3 separate regions of the Zea mays genome follow, and all the other regions are linked to region 3. The links are chromatin contacts, called in public Hi-C maps. All regions are on one chromosome and are shown on one strand. Each heading gives the region's core, a stretch centred on a gene start, on an enhancer-like site or on the middle of the called end of the contact. The rest is flanking DNA. Distances are from core to core; before and after follow the strand shown. Region 1 holds the start of LOC100282007. Region 2 holds the start of LOC100282026 (ribokinase). Region 3 holds the start of LOC100284264.

The links. A called contact is a pair of places that touch in the nucleus more often than the background predicts.
Region 1: a Hi-C map of leaf shows a contact between it and region 3, with 7 times the contacts expected there. The contact joins the promoter of LOC100282007 here to the promoter of LOC100284264 in region 3. A contact is called at or near these places in 3 of 25 Hi-C or Micro-C datasets (ear, leaf and tassel).
Region 2: a contact with region 3 is called in a Hi-C map of leaf, with 9 times the contacts expected there. The contact joins the promoter of LOC100282026 here to the promoter of LOC100284264 in region 3. A contact is called at or near these places in 2 of 25 Hi-C or Micro-C datasets (leaf and tassel).

What each region holds. Positions count from the first base shown.
Region 1 is chr3:31,543,175-31,546,760 of Zm-B73-REFERENCE-NAM-5.0, reverse strand. LOC100282007 reads right to left here and starts at 1,676. Exons shown (of 4, transcript NM_001368111.1): 1 at 1,428-1,676; 2 at 1,008-1,250. The coding sequence starts at 1,188.
Region 2 is chr3:31,475,354-31,479,093 of Zm-B73-REFERENCE-NAM-5.0, reverse strand. It overlaps LOC100282026 (ribokinase), which reads right to left and starts at 1,307. Exons shown (of 8, transcript NM_001154939.2): 1 at 900-1,307. The coding sequence starts at 1,085.
Region 3 is chr3:31,192,611-31,196,597 of Zm-B73-REFERENCE-NAM-5.0, reverse strand. LOC100284264 reads left to right here and starts at 1,732. Exons shown (of 3, transcript NM_001291675.1): 1 at 1,732-2,258. The coding sequence starts at 1,885.

The DNA of each region.
Region 1 (3,586 bases), core at 427-2,926, 350 kb before region 3:
CATACCCATAATAATTGATTCTAAATTGCTACACCGAGTGGCATTTGTTTACATTCATTAAAGATAAAAAGATTAAAGCGCTTTCTGGCTACAAGAAACAATATGTTATGATAAATTTGTCATGTACACAATGAGTGGTATGTATTGTAGTACTTCATTTCAATTTACAATGTAATCTTGTTTATATGAAGTATACAACAATTTGAAAATTTTAATATACAATTTTAGATGGTAGGGGAAAGCTATGTGATATTGTGCATACATGTATGACTTTTGGTTATCGGATCTCTTATTTCGTATTCTTCTACGAACAAAGTTATTATATATACTTATACTCCATTCTCTTTTATAAGGCGCACATGCATATCAAGATTCAAACCTCACAATCTTTGACTAACAATTTTGAACTATTATAGCACAAAGTTGATATGGTTAATTTGTAATTATCATAAGCCTATAAGCATAATAATATAAAATAAAATAAATAGATTGTCAAAGGGTAATCTATAAGGCCGTGTCAGCCTGTCAGGTAAGCTATGCCTTATAAAAGAGAATGGAGGGATTATATGCCATCATGAGCATTTTTAATTGATACTATTATTTCTAATATTCCATTCATCATTACATTTAACTTATCCCCCACCCGCGATCCATTTCTGGATCTGCCACTGGGTATTATGACTAGTCTGGTAATTAATCTGCCATACCAATTACCAATATAACTGAAAAGTGACGAAATATAATATAAATGGTAAGAACACTAACCATGGTATATGGCTGAACATCACGATACAACAGAAGTAACATTTTGCAATAAAGGATCTTATACAAAATTCTACATATTGGATGACCGGGATAGTATTAAGCAAGACGTGTTATATAAGCTTATCACTTTATTCATTTCCCCCCGCCCTTTATGAAATCGGATGTTGTTAATGTGAATTTGTGAAACGATGAAAAACAGGTGCAGAAAGTTGATCTGTGCGACAAGGTAGCAGTAAGTATACCGGCATAGTTGAGGGTGTAGGAGAGGCCGTTGCAACCTCGCGCTTTGACACCCAGCCGCAGGTATGGCCGTTGCCTTAGGCTGAGGAGCTGCCGGATCCTGGACACCGCGGCGTTCGTCAGCGTGAGGGCCTGCCTGCGAATGGCCCTGTCGGCCGCAGCCCTCAGCACGGAGGACGACATGGCTACCTGGCGGTGGCTTCGGCAGCAACCTCTTCTCCACGAAGAAGCCGCGCCGCAGGGTCCTGAAGGAATCGCGTAAGAATAAGATTTTCTCGATGGATTGTTTGCAAAAGAAAAAGAAAAGAAAGGAGTGTTGATTGGTAACTCCTATTCACCATTCGATTGAAATCCCCAAGTGGAAGTGATGGTGAGAAACCGATGAGTCGCTACTCAAAAAGGGAACCGATGAGTCTCCTCACCTGCAGATTCCGAGATTCGGATCGATGGATGGGATACGGGGACGCCCGCCCGCAGGATTGGATCTCCTTCTCCTTGGGAGGCTGCTAATTGGACTGGGTAGAACGGGTTAGCATATTATTGGAGCGTTCCTCGCCATCGCCGCCGTGCCGTGCTGCTCCTCTTTTCCGAGACGCTGGGAGCCCGGATTGGAGGCGTCTGGAAGACGAGAGGTGGAGAGGGATGGCGTGACGACGAGGTTTGCTTCTTTTGTTTTTGATTTTTGATTGACGATGGTTTCCTCGACTCCAGAGTCCAGACTCCACCGCTTGCACAATGATGACCCGCCCGGAAACGGCCGTGCTTTTCTTTCGGCCCACTATTGGCCTAGAATCAGGCCCAGCTCGATCACGAGAAATTTGTGATTTTGCCACTCCCAATTTTGATGTATGTTATTATGTCATCCTGTGTCTATTACTGGTGGGATTATGTGTCTATGATTTGTGGGTCTGATGGCATACTGACGAAGCCCACAAATCATAATGGCAAAATTGCCAATGTCTCCTCGATCACTGAAATTTGGTGTGTTGTCTTTTTTTTATTCCGTTGAGACATATTTTTAATATTACTAGTCGGTTGCCTGTGCGTTGCGACGGCTCACAATAATACCCACATAAACTATCACAAAAAGATCTCAAGGTTTTTTATTGATTGTCTTCGCTTTTCGCATAATATTTTTTATGGACGCACGGTTACCATATGCAGCAAATCAGAGACCTCATCCCTCGCCTTCCCCACTTCCAATGTTTCGTAGAGCAGGAGGGGAAGGAAAGAGGCGGACATACCTGTTCGTTCCCGGAGAAGAACACGACGAAGAACTGGGTATCTGGAGGCGACATAGGTGGTACCGCTAGACATATATAAGGATAGAGCACGCAAGCGGGGAAAAAGTCCAGTCGGACCAGCTCCAAACCGAGAGGCACCCGCACTAGACGTCAGTCCGAGAAGGACGAGAGAATGCGAGTGTCTTGCCAACCCTGGACACGCCGAAGCGACACAACACCACCAACAACTCCATAGCATATGCCGACTGCTGCCACGATACGGACCTTGGTTGTCTAATATCTTATACCTGGACTCCTCATCGCCAAGATAACCTAAGTGTGGCAGGCGCCACCATGTCCTCCTTGTAAGTGCAATCAACCCTAATTGAGGGTTTTGGTGATTAATGACAAAACAAACTAAGATTCTAACAAGTTTGCTCCTAGTATGTACACAGTATTTCTACAGACAGGAGAAGCACAGATCTTACGAGCATAAAAGTATAAAGCACAGCGGATTTAAAATTCCACATCAAATGGCGTGCTCCAAGTGCTAAGAAACAACGGCGGTGCTAAATTTATAATTCTTGAGTCATATGAATCGTCGTACAATTAAGAGGGATCCGCGACGGTTAAGTAAGTTGTGAAACGAGCCAAGTTCAAAATCTTTTGAAAACTCCTTGGAGATCATTTTCCCAGATCATGAATGCCCTTGAGAAAAACAAATTTTACTTCCCACAAAGTCTCCCCATTTGTTCTCTTCAAAATACCCAAAGTTTGGTTTCAGCCCCCAAAACCGGTTCAACTGGTCCTGAAACCGGTTCAACCGGTTTCAGTACTGTTCACCTGCCACATCTGCTCTGACCTGTCTGACAGTCAGAGCTGTCAGAAAAAGTCGCAGCAGATATTTTTCAGAAACCGGTTGAGCCGAAATTTTTCCCTACTCAGCCGGTTTTGAAACCGGTCGAGTCTCCGACTGAGTAGCTCAGTGGACCGGGATCCCCCTGGTAGAAACCGGTTCGACCGGTCTGAAAACCGGTTCAACCAGTTTTTGCTCCTTTTCTCCCAACGGCTGCCAGCTTTTGGGGGATCCTTTATATACCCCCTCACACTCTCTCTCTCATTTACTCATGTCTCTCCCACGAATTCTTGGCTGACCAACCTTCAAACAAGCGCATTCATTTCACCTTTCACACCCGCAACCGCATCTCCTTCAATCATTTGAAGGACCCTTGGTGTGAGGTGAACTCGATCGAACTCGCTGTCAATTTCATCTCGATTCTCCCATTCTCTTGTTCTTGAGCTCGTTGCAAACTTAACCGTGTGCGGATTTGTTACTCTTGGAACCTCGAGTTCCTTGA
Region 2 (3,740 bases), core at 58-2,557, 280 kb before region 3:
TGACCTGTTGACCATTCCTGAAGTGTGCAGTGTAGACCATGCCAACCATCAGGCAGGCCCCTTTTCAGTGAAAGCAATAACAGGTTTAATCAATAATAGCTACAGTTAACTAAAGCACAGACCAGGTCAAATTTAGGAAATATCTGCCTGTAAACTCCGAAAGTACTTGCTTTTTTAATCATTCTGCTCAAGTACAGAAAGAGTGGAACCATGTGGAACAAAAGAACAAGCAATTTATTGGCAATTCAAAAGAGACAAAACATGATTCAGCAACCCATTCATTATTCAAAAGCATTTTTTTCTAAGGAACCAAACAAAACTAGCTGCAAATCATTTCAAGCACAGAGATATAGGGATAATGAATGAAATTCTAATTCAGATTAGACAGGTTTCTTTTGCGGCAGGGAATTAGTGTTTTTTCAGAAAAATATACAGTAATTCCATCACAAAATTGAATGCATTAGGTGTTGAAGAACAAGCGATCCAAACGTCACATACTCACATGGCCAGCCGACAACATGGTGGGGCCGCAATTAAAGCTAGAACTCGGCACTAATGCAAGAACCTACCTCAAAGGCTCGAACAACCATATGATGGCAAACGACCCATCCTGAAACCCAAAAGGGGAAAAAAGGAAGGGAAGGGTGTAGAATTCCGAGGACGTGTTGGCCCTTGGATAGATATAGGGAATCTCCGAAGAAACATTAAGAAGGAGGAGAGCATCTGGCAATCATGCGGCGTAAGTGTTACTGGCTCTACGAGACCAGACATTGCAAAGTCGGATTGCGATTTCAATTTGTGAATAAATGGACAGCTGCACATTGGAGAAGTTGAAGCGAAGCGAATTATAACTATACGGCCGTGTTGCGCGTGGGAGGGAGGGAAGGAGAAGGAAGTACCTGCTGCGAGCCGCCGCGGTCGCCAGGGACGCGGTCGAGGAGGGACCAGTCGACGCGCGCGACGTGGTCGATCAGCGCCGAGAGCTGCAGCCCCACCACCGCGGGCGGCGCCGCGGCCTCCCTGCCGGGTCGGAGGGACGAGGGAGGCTGCTGCTGCGGATGCCCATGCGCTGCCTCCGCGCCCATATGGTCTCCCTCCGTTGGCCCACTCCTCGAGCGGAGGAGGAAAAAGGTCGCCGGCGGTGTGGAGCGAGGGCTCTGTCCGGAGCAGATGGGATTGCAAGTCTCCAAGGGGAGGGCCGTCTTCGCTCCCGTTTTATAGGAGGTGGGGGACAAGGCGGACCGCGGACACACAAGCTTCGTGGGCACTCTTCATCATTACCCTTGCATGGGTCTCGATGCGTCGTTACGTGGATAAATCTGGCATTAAGATTCTAATTAACCATTTTTTGCTTGTTTAATTACCTAGGTGACCCAAGCGGTAAAGCCACACCACTGTATTATGGAGCCATAACAAAACATTTATTATAAATAAACCCCTTCTCAATCACCTCTGCCGCCCCGCATGAGCAAAATTGTGAGCACGAAGGTTTAAACCATGTTTGGAAGACAACCATGCCGCGAGTGCGGCAAACAAAACGTTCACTTGACTTTTAAGGCTCTGTTTGGTTTTTACGGATTGGAGATCCGGAATAATTTCTAGCCGAATTATTTCTCTAATTTATATAAATTTTGATAAGCTAAAATGAATTCAGGTTTATTCCTATGTAAACGAACGGGCTGTTAGTGAGCCAGCGCCTGGGAATGAACGGCGACACATGCGTAGAGGCGTGACGAACCTTTGGCGAGTTGCGGACTTGCGGCACGAAGAGTCATGGGATGTTTGGTTTGAATTACGGGGTATTTGATTTGAATAATGAGTTAATCTATTATCATCTCATTTCTCGTAGTCAGTTAGGGCCTGTTTGTTTCAGCTTATAGATTATACAATCTGGAATATAATCTAAATTATATAATCCAGATTATAATCTAGATATATTATAATCTATATGTAGTTGTTTGGTAGTTTAGATTATACAAATGTAGATTATTCACAAAGACAATAATACCCTTGTTTGTTTATTTAAGGTGAGAAAAAAAGATGGCATATATTGTAATTTCTATTTACATAACCATGGGTAGTGGTTCTTTTGCCAAAATAATCTCAAATAAGCTACCCTTGAGGAGATTATGAGATTATCATAATCTGGCCTTTAGATTATATAATCTGAACTCATAATCTAGTTGTTTGTTTACCTAATGGATTATTTGCGCTAGATTATATAATCTGGAGAGATTATAATCTGAAACAAACAGGGCTTAGGGCCTGTTTGTTTCAACTTATAAATTATATAATCTGGATTATAATCTAAATTATATAATCCAGATTATAATCTAGATATATTATAATCTATATGTAGTTGTTTGGTAGTTTAGATTATACCAATGTAGATTATTCACAAAGACAACAATACCCTTATTATTTATTTGAGGTGGGAAAAAAGGATGGCATATATTGTAATTTCTATTTACATAACTATGGACAGTGGGTCTTTTACCAAAATAATCTCAAATAAGCTAGTCTTGAGAAGATTATGAGATTATCATAATTTGGGGTTTAGATTATATAATCTGACCCATAATCTAGGTGTTTGTTTAACTATTTGATTATTTGAGATGGATTATATAATCTAGAGAGATTATAATCTGAAACAAACAGGGCCTTAGTACTAATATTTGAAATGGAGTCATTTCACTAAATTTGATGAATGAATCCATGATACATCACCTCAATTTAAATGGGATGATTGCTCAAATCAAAGTTATGGGCTTTTGATTGCGTCTTGATCGAAGAGAATTGAGGAATTAAATATTTTTCTATTTAATTTTGACTATGAAAAAACTTAATTACTTCTGATTCCTTCGATCGATCTAGACGTAATTATACAAACCCTTACGGAGAAAGACGACTCACCTTACCTTTGCTTAGATGGTTCTTGTCTCCTTGCAAACATATCTATTAAATATATTGAACATAACTCCAACTCCAACAACAACAATAATAATAATAAATAAATAATACTTTATTCGTTACAATTTATAATTCGTTTGACTTTTTTTTACCAAATTTGATCGGCTTACCTTATTTAAATTTTTTGCAAAAAAATCAAAGCCATATTTAAAGTACATTATATGCTAAACGATATTATAGTAAAAACTAATAACAATTATGATTTTTTAGTAAGACGAGACATTAAAACATGAGGTAAAAAAGTCAAACGAATTATAAATTGGAACGAATGGAGTATAAAACACCAAAGTCTTGAATTAAGGATACTCATCTTGAGAGCACCTAGAGGGGGGTGAATAGGTGATCCTGTAACACTTGAAACTTAAGCCACAAAAACTTGGTTAAGTGTTAGCACAATAATTGCTAGTGGCTAGAGAGGAGTCTTCAACAAAACACAATAACCACAAGATATCAATCACAGAGATGGCACGATAGTTATCCCGTGGTTCGGCCAAGACCAACACTTGCCTACTCCACGTTGTGGCGTCCCAACGGACGAGGGTTGCAATCAACCCCTCTCAAACGGTCCAAAGACCCACTTGAATACCACGGTGTTTTGCTTGCTTTTCTTAATCCCGTTTGCGAGGAATCTCCACAACTTGGAGCCTCTCGCCCTTACACTTGAAGTTCACAAAGAAGCACGGAGTAAGGGAGGGATTAGCAACTCACACAAGACACTAAGATCACAGCAAATACACACACACAAGACCCAGACTTAAGCTCAAAAGACT
Region 3 (3,987 bases), core at 483-2,982:
GGCCTTGTCTTCGCCAAGAAGCAACCCTGACCAAATCGCCGTGCCGACCGACCAAATCGCAGGAGCATTTAATGCAAAGGCAGCCTGACGCCTTTATCCTGACGCGCGCCCTTCAGCCGACGGAGCCGAAGTGACCGCCGTCGCTTCGCCGCTCCACTGACCGGCCTGACAGAAAGACAGCGCCGCCTGCGCCGCTCCGACTGCGGTGCCACTTGACAGAGTGAGGCTGACAGGCAGTCAGGCCCGGCCGCAGGCACCATAGGAAGCTCCGCTTCGCCCGACCCAGGGCTCGGATTCGGGCTAAGTCCCGGAAGACGACGAACTCTGCTCCGCCCGACCCAAGGCTCGGACTCGGGCTAAGTCCTGGAAGACGACGAACTCCGCTCCGCCCGACCCAGGGCTCGGACTTGGGCTCAGCCCCAGAAGACGACGAACTCCGCTCCGCCCGACCCCAGGGCTCGGACTCCGCCCTGACCTCGGCCGACGGTCTCCGCCTCGCCCGACCCAGGGGCTCGGACTCGACCTCGGCCACGGAAGACAGACTCGACCTCGGCTTCGGAGGAGCTTCCACCTCGCCCAACCTAGGGCGCAGACCAGCCACGTCAACAGGAGGCGCCATCATCACCCTACCCCAAGCTGACTCGGGCCACGAGGAACAAGACCGGCGTCCCATCTGGCTCGCTCCGCCAGATAGGCAATGATGGCGCCCCGCATACTCCGTGACGACAGCGGCTCTCAGCCCCCTTACAGAAGCAAGAGGACGTCAGCAAGGACTCAACAGCTCCGACAGCTGTCCCTCCGCCAGGCTCCAGCGCTCCTCCGACGGCCACGACATCACACCAGCTGGGTGCCAAAATCTCTCCGGCTGCCACAACGACATGTACTTAGGGCGCTAGCTCTCCTCCGCTAGACACGTAGCACTCTGCTACACCCCCCATTGTACACCTGGATCCTGTCCTTACGCCTATAAAAGGAAGGACCAGGGCCCTTTTAGAGGGGGTTGGCCGCGCGGGGACGAGGACGAGACAGGCGCTCGCGTGAGGCCGCTCGCTCCCTCTCCCGTGTGGACGCTTGTAACCCCTACTGCAAGCGCACCCGATCTGGGCGCGGGACGAACACGAAGGCCGCGGGATTTCCACCTCTCTCACGCCCATCTCCGGCCACCTCACTCCCCCTTCGCGCTCGGCCTCGCGTCGACCCATCTGGGCTGGGGCACGCGGCGACATTTCACTCGTTGGCTTAGGGACCCCGGTCTCGAAACGCCGACAATGATTTACTTTAAACTGTGATATTTTTGAAGTTTTGGATACTAAGATCTAGACCTCAGTTTTCCTTGGTTTCTTTCGTCGCCAGCCCCTACCACGATGGTCCGGCCACCCACCGTTCGCTCCTCCCGCATTAAATACTGCATTTCTAAACTTTGGAACCAAATAAGCACCGGTTTTAATAAAAACTGTGAAAAACATAGTATTTTAAAACTATACTATTTGTGTCATAACAATTTTAAACATATTTAAAAACCATGGCTTTAAAAGACTTTGGTCCAACATGCCCTAAACGGGGATCCATAGAGACGGGAATGAGAATAAATTTGTCCCATTAAATTAAACGGTGCTGAAACGGGGAATGGATTTGGAAAGAATCCTGAATCAGTGCAGAAAGAATCCTGAATGGACGAACGACGGTATATGCCCATGGCAACGGTGACGCGATGCCCGTCCCGTTCCCATCCTTGAGAACCGAGCGGACGCCGAGCTGCAAGTAACTGCACCGACTTTCAACCGGAAGAGCCGAGCCGAACCAAAGTCGCCTCTTCTTCTCCAACCTCCCCTCGCCTCTTGACTAGGCCAGGGTTCCATCCCAACCCCGCCGCCATCCGATCCGATGGAGGGCGGCGACTCGTCCGGCGCCGGCGCCGGCTCCGGTGGCGCCGTGGCGGCGGCGGCCAAGTGGCGGAGCGACGCGTCGCGGTCGTTCCAGTACTACCTGGACCGCTCCACGCCTCACGCCACTGGGCGGTGGCTCGGCACGCTCGCCGCCGCGGCAATCTACGCGCTGCGGGTCTACATGGCGCAGGGCTTCTACATCGTCACCTACGGGCTTGGGATCTACCTCCTCAACCTCCTCATCGGTTTCCTCTCCCCCATGGTCGACCCCGAGCTCGACCCCTCCGCCGCCGCCGAGGGGCCGGCGCTGCCCACCCGGGGGTCTGACGAGTTCAAGCCCTTCATCAGGCGTCTCCCCGAGTTCAAGTTCTGGTCAGATCTCTTGTCCTCGCCCCCAGATCTGCATCTCCACCTCGCCAGATCCGTCTGGCCTTCTTACTATCTCTGGTCAGCTGGATTGATTCGCTCCGGTGTTGTGCTTGTATGTATTTACGTACTGGAAGGGGGCGATCGGATCGGTCTCGCTAGTTTAGTTCTTGCCGTCATGTCGTATTTATAGCTAGGTACTAGTACTCCTAATCCAGGCAAAATTAAGTCAATTTGCATCTCGCAAACCGGTTACGAGTCTGCCTCAACTTTCGAGGCATTGTTGCTCAGCTACTTCTGACCCCTCCCCGCAGTAAGTCTTATATTTTTGCACATAAGTCAACTGACTATGGCAAGCTGATGCTCTTGTAGTTTTGTCAATGTATCCATCATCAATAGAAACATGACAGTCGTGCAGTTCATTCTGTTTTGATTGATCATAAGCTAGCTAGTGAAAACTCTCAGCTGGTAGACTACCTGTCAAACTAGGTACATGTAAAATTTTGCCATCTTTACAGATGGCGCTAAATCACCAGTTGTTGTCTTTCCATATGTCTCTTTAGCAAGAAAATAAAATGCCTGCACAATCACAAACATGCGTTAAATTTCTGTCCGGAAGCTTGCGTGTCACCTGATTAAGGTTGTCTAATTCCAAGTCAGCGTGCCATGGAATTAGGTACAAGTCATTGCTAATATGTGTGGATTAATGCTGAACTCTTGATTTATGTATCCGCCAGCAACCCAACCAAGCTGTGTAACCTGTCAGTTATCTCCCAAACCACAGCCAAATCCCTGAATGAACCCACTCAAGGCATGTTGTGTCCTTCCAGGTGCACCATATATGTTTCGGGATTCCAGTGGATGATATGGGAAAATAAGCTCATCCAATGGTGTAGTACCACAAGAAAAAGATAGATATTGGGGCTTTCTTCCTTGAAAGTTGAAATTAGAATTAGTCTGAACTCTCAAGTGCCTTCATATTTCATTTTGATTGAAATATATGTATTTTTAATGGTGTCTCTCTGAATTTGTCCAACTTTTTGAAAAGTTTTGGTTATTCTTGCAGAATCACTCACATTCTTTTCTCGTTAATAATATATCTGGCTCATCATTATTGGTGAGCTGATCAGTGCATAATATAGTTTTAGTTCCTCCAATTGGAAGCCATACAATATAGCTGGTCAGAGTACAGATCACACACATTCAAAAATCCATAATTTCATTGCCTTGTTACCACCTTAGCTGTCTGATCCTTTGTCTATGCACTACCTATGTGCTTGTTGTAGTGGGTTTTAAGTTATGTTTTGTGACATTTCTTTGCAATATCATTTTCTGGGGGTGGTTCTGTGGAGGTCTCTATAGCTAAGCACGCATGGGATGGACTTACTGATGTCACAGCTAAAAACATGACTTGCATCATAACCCGACATAGTTTGTATCATTTATATTTCTGTGAGCTCTTCAGGTAAAATTCATTTTATCCCAAGTTTGACGTGGTCCCACTCATAGTTTTCAGATCGCCTGATCGAAGCCACTGGGCAATCAGACGATTAGTCGCGATTAGGCGTCGATCAGGGCGATTAGTCACCCCTGATCGACCTTAATCGTCCCCCTGGTCGTCCTGTGTATTCCAGGACATATATATATATATATATATATATATATATATATATATAGTCATATATAACACTATATATAGATATATAATTATATAGTATAGAGGCTTGTAGCAGTA